Regions from separate parts of the Gossypium arboreum genome. Here region 1 is linked to region 2. A link is a contact called in public Hi-C data. All regions are on one chromosome and are shown on one strand. Each heading gives the region's core, a stretch centred on a gene start, on an enhancer-like site or on the middle of the called end of the contact. The rest is flanking DNA. Distances are from core to core; before and after follow the strand shown. Region 1 holds the start of LOC108479787 (transcription initiation factor TFIID subunit 4b-like). Region 2 holds the start of LOC108483105 (photosystem I chlorophyll a/b-binding protein 5, chloroplastic).

Region 1 (7,306 bases), core at 4,447-6,946, 330 kb after region 2:
CCTCCGTCAATGCCAAAGGCATCTTATCTATCCCTAGTAGGCATCCTCCAAACCCATTTGCGCAAGAACTGCCTGCATCTTGATCTGCCACAATGTGAATTTGGTGTTGCAATCTAACAGTGAAATATCATACTTCAATGTTTTCATTACCGTGATCAAGACAAGTAACCCAAAAAGTTCTGATACCAATTTGTAGAACTAACGTCGATAATGACAATATAGAATGATAGCAAAACAATAATAAAAAGAAAAATAAAGCACATAGATTTTACATGGAAAACCCTTTTTGGGAAAAACCACAAGGAAAGGAAAAAAATTCACTAATGTCAAATTCGATTGATATATGAAGATTTTAGACTATATCTATTTATAAGTTGAAAAACCTTATTCTAATCAATGTCAAATAGATGAAGTGTAGTAAGGTTGAAAAACATTATTCTAATCAATGTAAAATAAAAGAAGTATAGTTCTATATAGATTTTTATTTTATTCTATTTTACCACTGGATTTTATTTTAACAAGGGTTCGAGTTACTCAACTCTAACAAATTATTTTCTTCTTTAGTGAAAAGATGAAAAATTCTACAAAATCATATACTGAGTCTGACTCTTAAAAAAATCATTGTCACAAACATGTTAGGGAAGTCGTAACTATAATATTTCAAGCTCCACAAATAAATAAAATTTATTACAATCCCTGTAAAAACAACCACATTATAAGTTGAATACCATATAATAATAATGAACAAGGTCAACATGGACTCTTGGCAGCTAAAAATGCATAATTCCAGTCCAATCCAATCCAATCTTATATTCATGATCTAATGGATTACATAAGGTTGATCCGATCCGATTCAATCTTCCAAATATGTTTCCTCAAGTGATATGATATTCATTGATGGGCTAGATACATTCCACATAAGTAACACAAAAATTATTTTAATTCAATAAAACAACACTAATATAGAAAAAGTCTTGACTGTCCCAATTAGCTAGGGAGTGGGAACTCCCTTCGGCGCTTATTCCTCATTTTCATATTTTTCAACAGATTCCACAATGCTATGATGTGTGCTAAAAAAATAACTATTGAGAAATAGAATCTAAATTACGTGAAAAATGTTGATAATGAAACCATAAAAGCTCCTCAAGAATGTTTTAGAATTGATTATTTTTATACATAGTAGATTAAGCATTTTTCTCTCCAAAATAGATTTGAACAATTTAAAATATATAAATATATTTTTGGTTTTTTATTGAATATAGAAAAATAAAGTCATTAGATTATGAAAATTTGAAAGTATATTGTCTTAATCTTGAAAATTCTTTGAAACATGGAAGTCATATAAATATTGTTGGATTAGATTTGTTTCTAAAATTGAATATTTTGAAAGAAACTATCAAATTGGAAAATGACACTCAATTGACATAATTATATGTAAAGAGTTTATTCCTTTCCAAATGTGTATAATGTTAACTATTTATGTTTATGTTGAATCAACCGAGAAAATTTTCTTAAAACTAAAATTGATAAAATCTTACTTAAGATTAACAATGTCTCACAAAAATTAAATGGTTTACATATTTTATTAATTGAAAAAGAAATCTTATCTGAGATTTATTATGATAGATTAATAGATAATTTTGCTCTCTAAAGGCTAAAAAATAAATTTTAAATAAACATTTATAATTTTTTTAATAGCTAGTTAACTAATATGAAGGTTTCTCTTTTTAAGTTTTTAAAATGTTGAGATACATTAGGTAAATATACTAACAATTTAATTACCTTAGTTGCAATTTATTTTAAAATTAAAATTAAGGATTATTAATAAATTTAATAAAAAATTTAAACACTGTTAAGCTTAGTTTAGTATTGCTTCTCAAAAGTATTAGAGCCATAAGTAGTATTAAACAAATAACTTTTAAGTCGAATTATTTTTGACAAGTACTTTTGAACTCAAAAGCAAAAAAAAATTTAGATTTTAAGGGGGTGGTATGGGCCCTGACCTCCTAAAATAAAAATTATTATTTAGGCCCTCTAAATTTTTTAAAAATTTTAAATTAATAAAGTTAAAATTATACTTAAACCCTTTAAAATTATAAAAATTTAATTTAATTATTTAAAATTATAAAGATATATACTATAAAAATTAAAATTTCATTCGGCTCATCCTAAAAAATTATTTTGGCATCGTCCTTGAACTTATACTTTTGACAAAAGCACTTTTAAGAATAAAATATAATTTTAAACTTTATAATAAATTTTATATAATATTTATATTGGATATGTAATTACTTTTCCATTATAAATTATTTAAATATTATTTAAATACATATTTATTAGCTTATAACACTATATCTAAAATAGATATTTTATTTCTCAAAAATATTTTCAGACAACAAAATTAAACACTTAAATATTAACTAAACTTTTAAAATATATTCTCAAAATTATTTTGTCACAACCATTTTTAAAAACAGGTTTCAAAAGCAATAAACTAACCCTAGAGACAAAAAAAAAAAAAGGCGGCGTTTGGTTTTCAACTCTTAAAGGGATGATATTTGACTTGGTAGCCGTCTTGCTTCTTGTATCACTCGCTTAAATGGAAGAAGGGCCCACCCTATACTACTTCAAACTCGGAAGGCTTTTATTTGACCGACGCCACCAAGTAGACCAAACTCACTCGCTTTTCTATTTGCTTTTTCCACCCTCGTGCGGAATATAGCTAACCCAACTACTTGTGTAATTTTATTTTAATAAATCAACTAAAAGCTTTACTTTCACATTTCTCATCAATTCACACTAGCCACGCAACTTCCCTTCCCTTCCCTTCCCTTATAAAATCCCCTTCACTCTCACTCACTCTTCCAACTCTCAATTTCTTCTTTGCTTTTTGAAAACCTTGGCTCATTTTCAGTGCTTCAATCAGATGGCTTTAGAAGCTCTTAACTCCCCAACAAACGCTGCTGCTCCTTTTCACTTCCAAGATACCAATTTACACTGCCTCGATTCCTTCACCAAGCGTAAGCGTTCCAAGCGACCACGCTTGGACGATGACCATGTTCCCACCGAGGAAGAATACCTCGCTCTCTGCCTTATTATGTTAGCACGCGGCGGTGCTCCTCGAACGACCTCCACTACTTTGACTCACCAAAAACTTGGCACCTACAAGTGCAGCGTTTGCAACAAGGCCTTTAATTCTTACCAGGCTTTGGATGGCCACAAAGCCAGCCACCGTAAACTTTCAGGAGGCAACGATGACCACTCAACGCCAACGACCTTATCAGCCGTTGGATCAAACCCAAGCGGTAGGTCCCACGAGTGTTCAATCTGTCACAAAAGCTTCCCTTCTGGCCAGGCCTTGGGAGGCCATAAGCGATGCCACTATGAAGGTGGGGCAGCGAATACCGGTAGCATTACATCTGAAGGAGTGAGTTCAACCTCAACCAATACCACCCACCGGGACTTTGATCTGAATATACCGGGTCTTCCTGCATTCTCACCGGCTAATTTATTTGTTTCCGGCGGTGATGATGAAGTTGAAAGCCCACACCCTAGTAAGAAACCATGTCTCTTGATGCAGAGGCCACCCAAAATTGAAGTCAACTAAATTTTAGGCCAGATTCCATTTTTTTTTTGTTTTATTTTTGTACATAGCACATGGACCATTCATTGGTCTCAATGGCAGCAAGTTTTTTTTTTTTTTTAAATTAATTACTCAATTCAATTACTTTAATTCCTCTTACGATTTATTCTCATACGGTTTGCAAAACGTGGGCAGCAAAAGAAAAAAGTAGCTAAAGGCTAATAACAGCCCATAGAGATGAGGTGTATGTTGCATGTGTTATTGTTTGGTTGTCGTAATTAATAATATTTAGTTTACAAAGTCATTTTGGGTCGAATGGTTGTGGTTAGGAAGATAGGCATGAAGTGGGGGTGTACGTGATGGGGCGGCTAATAAGTTGATTTGTGATTCATTTCTTTCCGCATATACATGCTGTTTTCGTGTGGGAAAGTGATTGAGTTAGTGGTGGCTTTTGATCTGATACTTTCTTCTTCATCATCATCACTTCCGTATTGATTCAATCAATGCTAATACAATGCATATTTGGATTCACCGAGTCCCCAGTTTTTTATTGGTCAAATTCTCGCCGTCTACTTTGCATAACTTGTAGATATACTGCTTGTATATTAATTTGATTAAATATATTTTATATGTTTTTTTGAATTTTGAAATTTTAGTCTAAACTAAATTGTAAGAGTTAAATATATTTGGTTAAATTATACTATTAGTCTTGTATTATTTCTAAAGTGATAAATTTAATCCATGTTCTTCAACAAGATTATTCTTAGTCGCTATATTTTTTAATTTCAAAATATCAATCTTAATGCAAGCGATAGCCATTAAATTTATTAATTGATTTTTTTAGAAAATATGTGAAAATAACAAACTGAATGTAATATATTTGATGCATAAAATTTTGAAAATAATAAAACTTCACTTAATAAATTTATTAGCTATCATTTCATCATGATTAAAATTTTCAAAATTTAAAAATACAAAAACTAAAAAAAATTAAAATACAAATACTAAAATTGCATAGAGTACAAGATCTAATAACTTAATTTCATTTTTTATTCAATTAATTTGTTAGATTCGTACTTTTCTTAAAAATTTTATTACCAACTTTAAAACTCATGAATTAAAAAAAAAAAACTCTTAAGAAGCTTGTTTTGTTATGCTCCACTTGTTACTAATTACTAAATAGTTAGGTATTGCTTTTATGTATGTAATTGAAAATTCAAAGTGGATTAAAAATCTTTTAACGAACATTTTGACAAAGCTTCATCTCCAACTTCTAAACATTTTAGTGACATGACTTGGAGAAAACGTCGGCGTTCTTGTTTGGTGGCGGAAACCTATTAAAAGTAAACATAAAAGGAAATATATAAAAAAGTAACGTGTACTGTTGAGTTTGACTCGATTTGATGCACTATTCAGTTTGAAATTTTTATAAACTAATTTCATCTCAGAATTAACATAACTGCACTTGGGTAAAAAAAAAAAGTCCACTTTATTAACATGTATAAGAAATTTAATCCAAATGAAATAACTCTTTTTCTTTTCCTTTCTGCTTTATTTTTATAGGATTACATTAGAAGATAACAAGTAGAGGCTTGATTTTATTGTATATGGGAATTGCTTGTCGTTGGTGTTGTGAGTGGAATTAGCGGGACTGGGGGCATTGTGTTTGCTGACATACGAGCCCAACTGCCTGTGTTTTAATATGGGAATTCAACTTTAGATGCAACGGTAATATTTTTTTTTAAAAAAGAGATCTAATAATTTAAGATGATATTGTTGGGAAGAGTAATTATAAATTTTGAATTAAATAATTTAAGTCACTCTAAACCAAATAAACTCATCAATGATATGATGCGTTTGGATTAATGAAGTCTCATCCAATTTCTTTTAACACCGTTAATTTTTTAGAAAAAAAAAAACTGTAATCGTATAATTTAAGGGGAATAATGAATAAAGCATTTGTAAATCAAAGATATAAGAACATGGAGAGCAGGCTGGAGGCCCAGTTAGCATTTCCTTAAGCTTCAACTGAGGAAACTGCTTACATCCGGTATTTGAATCAAAGGTAGAATTGGTCCTTTCCCATATTTATTAATGGGCTTTGGTCAACAGTTGATCCGGAAGTTTGCTTCTTCCTTTCTCTCTATGAAGCACATTTCCTGTTTTCTCGATCCACTGCAAAACAACTACTCCCTCTCTCTTTTTTGAATTTTTCCATTTTAAAGTTCCATCCTTTTATTCTCATTTTTCTTTTTTCTTTTCTTTTTTTATGTAATAATATTTTCAATTAGTGTACATATATTGTTTGGCCCTGTAAGCTCAAGGATTCCTACTCACCTGCCGTTTACAGGAAAAAATTCATTAGTAATGGACCCTTCCATAGTTAAGTTCTTTGAAGAAGATGAGGTTTCTCTCTATCTTTTTTCCCTTTGTTTTGGATATTTCTTGCTTGCATTATTTATGGAATTCGTAATAAGTTTAAGACTATTCGTTATATTTTCTGTATTTAAAATTAAAAAAAAAACTGATAATAGGACGAGTCCATGCATTCGGGGGCTGACGTTGAGGCGTTCCAGGCTGCCTTGAATCGAGATATTGAAGGCGATGCATCCACTTCTCAGCCACCTGATTCAGATACCGGTATCACAATTTAAATTGCTTGGTTTTCTTTTCTTTTCTTTTCTTTTTTGCTGAAACTTGGTCTCCAAATTTGGAGGGCAAAGAATCTGGATTTGGTTTAAAAAAATAGTGACATTAGAATTAAATTCAGTAATCACGTAGATTGTTAGAAAACCAATATTCTGCCGTCTAATTGAGGTTGTCGTTGTCTTTCCTTTTATGTTAGCTCCGATTGTAATGAAAATTTTTCAACTGGGAAATTCACGGATGATTTTTAAAGTAGAACAGTTTTGTCTCAAGGAAGCAATCGAGTTTCTAGTCAGTCACTTGCACAATGGCCAACCGTGGGGCAAGACGGAAACGCTAACTTTCAACACCAACAACCTGTTCAAAGTGCACAGCAGCGATCATCCGAAATGGAGCAAAAGCAACAGGGACTTCTTGTTATGGGGAGTCTACAACAGCCAAATGATGTTCCGCAAGGAGTTAATTGTCTACCACCACAACAAAAGCAACCCCAGGACGATCATCAACAAGGAGTAGCTGAACAGGTTTCTGCTCAGGTTCCTCTAATGGCTGGGATTCAGACTACTGAACGAAGTCCAATCCCACGTGAACCGGAGAGAACCAATATTCAAGACAGTGAATCACAATATGCAAAATTACAGAAGATGAGTAATCAACAGGCTGGTGGCACAGAGCAGCCAAATAATCAAGTAAATCGAGGAAAACAAGTTCCATTTGCTGTGCTGTTGCCGTCCTTACTGCCCCAACTCGATAAAGACAGAGCGATGCAGCTTCACACCCTTTACGGTAAACTAAAGGTTGATCTTTAACCTCAATCCATTTGCTAGAATTATACTGTTTCTTGAGTAATCGATGTAATAGGCAGGATGGATTGTGCCTCGTCTCTTCTGATTTTTCTGTTGTCTTCAACTGTTAGAAAAACGAAATTGCAAAAGATGGATTTGTCAGGCACATGAGAGATATTGTAGGAGACCAGATGTTGAGGTTGGCCGTTAATAAGTTACAAGTTCAGGTGAGCACAAATGTTTTATGTGATTAAAGTAAAAAAACTAATACTTTATTTGATTGTATGTTAAT
Region 2 (6,658 bases), core at 3,827-6,326:
TTTGGATTGGATTTATGCAGTTTGAATTTCATTCAAGGTAAAGAAGTCTGTCTATGTGCTGTGTTAAAGAGCTACCCCCATATTTTTATTTGAAATTGTCGATTCATTCTGATATGATTAATTATTGATGATGTGTTTGCTAAACATATGTTTCAAGTTTTCATATTAGCTTCATCTCTTTTTTTTTTCTCAAGAATTGGATGGATTAGGAAGTGATTTGTTGTGATTTTTTTTTAGGAAGTGATTTGTTGTGATTTTTTTTTCTTTTTTTACCTGCCTCTTACATGGTTTCCATTTTCTTGGTTACAGACACCTTGCCAGATCCCTTCCCATTTTTCTCATAAGCGGAATGTACAAGCAGAAGAGATATATTGTTTAGATTCTTCCTTATCCTCTTTAAAGTCATTTGTCAGTAATGGAAAGTTCTAAGCCTGATCCAAATGCAGCACAAGTAGAGCCTATAATAGATAATGCAGCTTTAGCTTCATCAGTTGTTATTGATCAAACTGAGATAGATCTACAGAGTAGAATGATGGAAGGTTCTAGGTCTGGAAGAATATATGAGAGTTCAGATGAAAATCTATCTAAAAATACTGGTGTTGAAGATTCTGAAAATGACCATATAGCACCAGCCAGTGAGCTTTCTTCACCCCCTATAGATGTCACCACGGTTGCTATTGAAGGTACACATGGTGTTTCTGATGGTCAGAAACTTCAACAAGCTGTTGTCGATGGTGACAATGACATGATTTTGCCTTCTGCTTCCTCCAATAATTCTGCTGATGGATCCATAAAAGATACTTTGGATGGACAACAGAGTCAAGGTAATGGTTCTCTTGGAAGTTCTCCCAAGGTCAATGACTCTGAGGTAGAAGATGCTAAAAAGGGCGATCATCTAGTCCAAGTCCGTAATCTTGTTTTGCCTCGTAAACGGATTATCACTTCTAGTTTTGAATCCCCAAAATCTGGTACTTCAACACTGACAAAAGAAGGTGATTTAAATAAAGTTCATATTGATACAGCTGCAACTTTTGAATCTGTTAAAGAAGCAGGTTCCAAGTTTGGAGGAATTGTTAGATGGAAATCCAATAGAACACAAACTGTTGAGGTATATTAATTAGACATATTTATAGTGGTATTTATGTTAAAAGAAATTCTATGTTGTTGCAATATGTTTTTGTCTTGTTCATGTCTGCTAAATGTAATTTTTTTTGGCTGGGCAATAGAGAAGCAAGCTTGCAGTCCAGGACCTTGAGAAACTACAGGAGGATATGGTTGTGTATAAGAATCGGTTAGTGGATGCTGAAGAGGCAAAAATGCAAGTATTACAAGAGCTGGACAGCACAATTAGACAAATAAATGAGCTAAAGCTAAGCCTGGAGAAAGCACAAAATGAAGAGAATCAGGCAAGACAAGACTCTGTACTCGCTATGCTCAGAGCGGAGGAGATGGAACAAGGGATTGGTGATGAGGCTAGTGTTGCAGCAAAGCAACAGCTTGAGGTTGCTAAAGCTAGGCATGCTGCTGCTGTTGTGGAGCTGGAATCTGTTAACGAAGAGTTGGAAACATTAAGAAAGGGATATGCTTCTATGGTGACTGAGCGAGATATAGCCATTAAGGAAGCTGAAGAGGCCAAATCTTCTTCAAAAGAGGTTGAGAGGACAGTGGAAGGAATGACTATAGATATGATGGCCACAAAGGAGTCTTTAGAGTCTGCACAGGCTACCCATGTGGGGGCTGAAGAGAAAAGAATTGTAGCGGCCATGGCCAGAGACCAAGATACTCACTATTGGGAGAAGGAACTAAAACAGGCTGAAGAGGAGCTCCAGAGACTCAATCAGCAAATCCAATCAGAAAAAGACATGAAACCAAAGCTAGACATTGCTTCAGCACTGCTACTTGATTTGAAAGCTGAATTAGCTGCTTATTTGGAATCTAAGTCCAAGTTGGAAAATAATGGATACCTCAGCGATGCGTCACAGACACCAGAGAATAGAACTCACACTGATATACCAGCTGCGGTTGCTTCAGCAAAGAAGGAACTTGAAGAGGTGAAGCTCAAAATAGAAAAAGCAACTACAGAAGTGGATTCTTTGAAGGTGATTGCTGTTTCATTGGAATCAGAGCTTGAAAAGGAAAAGTCTGCTCTTGCCTCCATGAAGCAAAGAGAAAGCATGAAAGAAAAAGAGGCCAGAGATAAAATGGTGGAGCTAACCAAACTACTGCAGCAGGCAGCACAAGAGGCTGATGAGGCCAAGTCAGTTGTTGAAATGGCTAATCAAGAGCTAAGCAAATTAAATGAAGAGGCTGAGCAAGCAAAGGCTGGAGCAGGTACCTTGGAGAGTAGATTACTTGCAGTTGAAAAGGAGATAGAGGCAGTTAAGGCTTCAAAGGAGTCAGCTTTAGTTGCTATCGAAACATTGCAAGACATCAATAATGTGGATTCATCAGATAGTGTAGTTCTTTCCTTAGAAGAGTACTATGACCTTAGAAAACGTGCATATGAGGTAGAGGAACAGGCCAGCATGATCGCGGCAGCTACCGTTTCTCAAATCGAGGAAGCTAAGCAATCCCAGTCAAGAAGCTTGGTAAAGCTGGAAGAAGTAAATCGAGAGATGGCTGAAAGAAAGAAAGCACTAGAAATAGCTTTGGAGAAGGCTGAGAAGGCCAAGGAAGGGAAGTTAGGTGTAGAACAGGAATTGAGACAATGGAGGGCTAAACATGAGAAGCGCCGAAAGGCTTCTGGATCAAGTCATGGAGGAAACCCTCCAAGGTCAAGTTTTGAGGGAAAGAGACAAAGTAATAAGGTTGAACCTGTAACCATGTCTCCTTCCAGCACTCTGGATACCTCCAAGGCAATCTATGGGCATAACAAAGAATCTGAATCATCCCCAGAGACAGTGGTTGTAAAGAAAAAGAAAAAGTCACTCTTCCCCAAGATTTTCATGTTCTTCTCCAGAAAAAAGGCAAGCTTTTCAAAAACCAAGTCCAAAACCTAGTAAACTTCTTGGGTATTGTGATTTCACCTCTCTTCTTTTTCTTTTCTTGGTTGTTAAGGTGGCCATTAATGTTCATCAAAGGGTTTACTCTCAGTGTAAATTCTATTGATTCGTTGATGTATGATAAAGTTGAGGATATATTCTTGCTTACTGAGAAGGGTTGTATGGCTGGAGAATCTTAAGAATAAAGGTGGTTCTATTCTCTATTGGCTTTGATATAAACTGAAGTTCATTATGAATGAAAAACAACTTTGTCTTCTTTGCCTTATTCATAATCATGTTAATTTTAAGAAGTTAATAACCCATACATAGGGTAATTTGTGTATATGTATTGCTCGTTTATTTTTTCTGTTAACTATGTAAACATAAACCTGAAATAAATGATCCATCGTGTTAAAATTGTTATATTATATTCATTAATCTATTTTCGTGTTTATTACATATGTCATGTTTAAAAGTAATTGGTTTACAAGTTTTAACTCGATTGGTATCGATATTGTTGTTAGTATTCCATTTTTGTGAAAGCCCTGTTTGGATGCCATTGTTTACCAGCTTTAGGCCTTGAAATCATAAATCTTCTATTGCTTACAGCAGTTGAACAAAGAATAAATGGTAATAAAAATGGGGAAGTAGGAGTAATTTACATTTGCATCAAAGTATAAGCCAATGGCAAAAGTGAAGAAGACAGACCCGCATTTGGTTTTGAGGTTCAAGAAGTAGAGTTAGCAAGGGTTTGAATGATGGTCTTTTGCCATGGATTTGAAAGGTGCTCTACAAGGTTATCAATTGGACCTGCATGTGTCACATAAGCTTGCACAAAGATGCCTAGCATGGCTATCATCGCCAGTCTTCCTGCATGGACACCTGGTTTCAGAACAAAATGAAAACACACACACACACACAATAATGATGGAGGAAATAGGCAAAGCAGACCATTTTTTATCTCTTTCAGCTTCCATTCATGAGCATTTTTAATATCTTTGGCCAGACCAAGTGGATTTAGCAGTGGACCTCCAGGGTAGCTGTTCACCATGAAAACAAAAAAGTCTCTTTAAGTTTGATTTCCATTTTTAGAGATTCAAGCAGCTAATGGGATATGATTGTCTAAGGATCCTCAAAAACATACCCAGGTTCTAAACCCTCCAGTGCAGCTTCCAATCCAAAGAAAGATCCTTCTTTGGCTTGAGAACCTGGATTAATGAAATCCATGTATCTTTTAGTTTCAGCAAACCTGTCCTCATCAACATCAAACCAAGCAATTAGTCTATATACAAAATGCATATTTTTTTACTAACTAGATAAGAAAATTGTGGCGTATATAGTATCTACCCCATTAAAAGAAACTGAACAACAATCAAAGTTCTTGTGCTGGCAAATTCAAATTTCACTGCACCAGCTTCATACCAAACTGGTAAATTGCTGATCCCTGTAACGCGTAGTAACTGCAAAATATAAAGTGAATAAGTTCCACCAAGCCCCAATAACAGTAATCCATGGAAGAATCACTTACATCAGTGAATAGAATTCCAGCAACTCCAGCCATGGCAAAGCGAGCATGGACCAACTCTGCCTGAACAAACCATTTCAAGCTCTTGGGATCTTCTCCTAGGCCAAGAGGGTCAAACCCATAATCACCAGCCAAACTGGATTTACGAAACAACAAAAAGAAGGTCAAAAACTGAAACCAGTGTAAATTCTATTATTGTGTAGGGAACTTCATATGGAACAGTTGCTCACGTTCCATCCAAATATGGCGGAGGGTCAAGTCCAGGGAGCCATGTTGGTCGCTGCTGAGCTTGAACTGCAACTTGTGGATAACGCTGAGGGGCAAAAGTAGACCAAAATGTGGTTGCTGAGCCCAACGAGGGTTTGTATATTTTGTTGTGAAATGTGGGTGAAGAAGAATAAGAACAAGGTTGAACAAGGAAGCCTCTTCCAACCGCAACCGCCATTGTTGTGTTGATTGTTTCCTTATTTTCCTCTTCTTTCTTCTTTTGTATTTCTTTTTATGTTTGCTTATCAGTAAATCTTATTGGAGGCATTTATGGCGTCCACGTCATCATTAAAAAATTATTACAGTTAAATATATAGAAAATGGCACCATATGTGGAAAACATGATAACACAGACCCACTCGCCCCTTCCTAGCCATTGGGTTTGGATATATGGATTATTGGACCTATTGAAAGATATCAACCAGCATAGCCATTCACTTTTGAACCCATAACTGCTACCTTTACAACTAAATAAAACTATAGTAACAACAATTAACTAGCAAAAGGGAGATCATTACAGTAGTAGTGTTGCCAGATACACATGCAAGCCAGCTTAATCTAACAAGGAAAATAACAATTGAGAAAAGAAAAATACAGTTGAGAAGCTCTACAAATGCAGCAGCGACTTCTTTGGTAAAATTCGGAAAGTTACAAATTAGGGAAGAGTGGTAGTGGAACAAATAACTGCCTGCTTGAAATGCTGAACGAACGGACTTTTAGAGGGGTGGCAACAACTAGTGGGGTTTCATGAGAGTCAGTGACTGCAAACTTATCATGCACGAAACGATTGTCAACAATGGAGTCATCCGTAAGGACTCTAACAGCTCTTCAAACCCTCGTGAATATGGTAGCATGTGTGAGATCCGTTTTTCACCTGTTGGAAGTCCCATATTACACTAAACTTGCCTACCGTTCCGACTAGATGGTGCTCTTGCTTCCTGTTCTTGGTGACCTGTGTCATGCAGCAACACAAATGATTAGAAGTTTTCATTTGTGAAACTAAGAAAATGTTGGAAAGAACAACAACCTGAGACCTAAAAGGGGAGAGGAACTGTTGCAAGCACTATGTACGCTATCTATTAAGTGACAATGGAGTCTTTCCGTACTCTATAGTCCTTTCCACCCTCCTCAATCCTCATGCCATTCATCATCCTTTAGTAGTGGCACTCGATGAAACTTGAACTGAAAAAACTTGATTAAAGAACTTTTAAGGATAGAGATGGCATAAAAGGCATGTTGATTGTATGTTGCAGAGGTAATTAGATTTCCAGGGAATAAAGTGGCCTAGCCGCTTTAATATTGATATTTAACCAAGTTGGACAAAGGAATGCAACAAAATGAGAAGTGTGTAGACCTCAAAACCAAGTTCACAAATCAAGCGTGAGGAGAATCTTCAAAATCATGTTAATGATTCAGCATATTAGACAACTGAGGCAACAAATCCAAATATCATGTTTCCACCAGGGGACAATGAAATTGATGCAACATGTGCAATTGGAACACGCAAACTGGATCAGTTTTTAGATCCTTAACCTCGGAGTTCACATAAAATAACATACTGGATCAATGCTGCAAGTAACATATCAAAAAATAATGCAATCCGAAGGAACCAAAATTCAAAAGGATATCAAACAACTCCAGCTAGCTATTCAAAATTTAAAAAAACAAAAAAGACACTGGTAATATTCTGCCAAATAAGCACTTCCTTCAAGATTAGATGGCCAATTAGTAATACCTACATCATGTATATTAAATGCAGCTCAGCAGCTAAAAGCACAAGCAATAGGAAGTTAAAACCTGAATAAGAGTATATGCATGCTTACCCATGAAAGCTGAGCATTTTTGAACTTGTAATTGGCCCCTGCTAAATGTGAATCCAGGGGAG

What was found. A called contact is a pair of places that touch in the nucleus more often than the background predicts.
Region 1: a contact with region 2 is called in a Hi-C map of leaf, with 5 times the contacts expected there. The contact joins the promoter of LOC108479787 here to the promoter of LOC108483105 in region 2. A contact is called at or near these places in 5 of 5 Hi-C or Micro-C datasets (all in leaf).

What each region holds. Positions count from the first base shown.
Region 1 is chr1:77,901,708-77,909,013 of ASM2569848v2, forward strand. LOC108479787 (transcription initiation factor TFIID subunit 4b-like) reads left to right here and starts at 5,697. Exons shown (of 13, transcript XM_053029184.1): 1 at 5,697-5,989; 2 at 6,118-6,223; 3 at 6,503-7,026; 4 at 7,146-7,241. The coding sequence starts at 5,951. LOC108478681 (zinc finger protein ZAT10-like) reads left to right here and starts at 2,834. Exons shown (of 1, transcript XM_017781155.2): 1 at 2,834-4,114. The coding sequence starts at 2,927. The coding sequence ends at 3,607.
Region 2 is chr1:77,573,298-77,579,955 of ASM2569848v2, forward strand. LOC108483105 (photosystem I chlorophyll a/b-binding protein 5, chloroplastic) reads right to left here and starts at 5,077. Exons shown (of 7, transcript XM_053029183.1): 1 at 4,737-5,077; 2 at 4,510-4,642; 3 at 4,329-4,441; 4 at 4,126-4,230; 5 at 3,933-4,021; 6 at 3,690-3,851. The coding sequence starts at 4,951. The coding sequence ends at 3,709. LOC108483102 (pentatricopeptide repeat-containing protein At2g04860) reads right to left here. Exons shown (of 3, transcript XM_017786314.2): 1 at 6,597-6,658; 2 at 5,801-5,955; 3 at 5,248-5,725. LOC108483101 (protein WEAK CHLOROPLAST MOVEMENT UNDER BLUE LIGHT 1-like) reads left to right here. Exons shown (of 4, transcript XM_017786311.2): 3 at 310-1,108; 4 at 1,227-3,274. The coding sequence starts at 416. The coding sequence ends at 2,999. It also overlaps the pseudogene LOC128280482.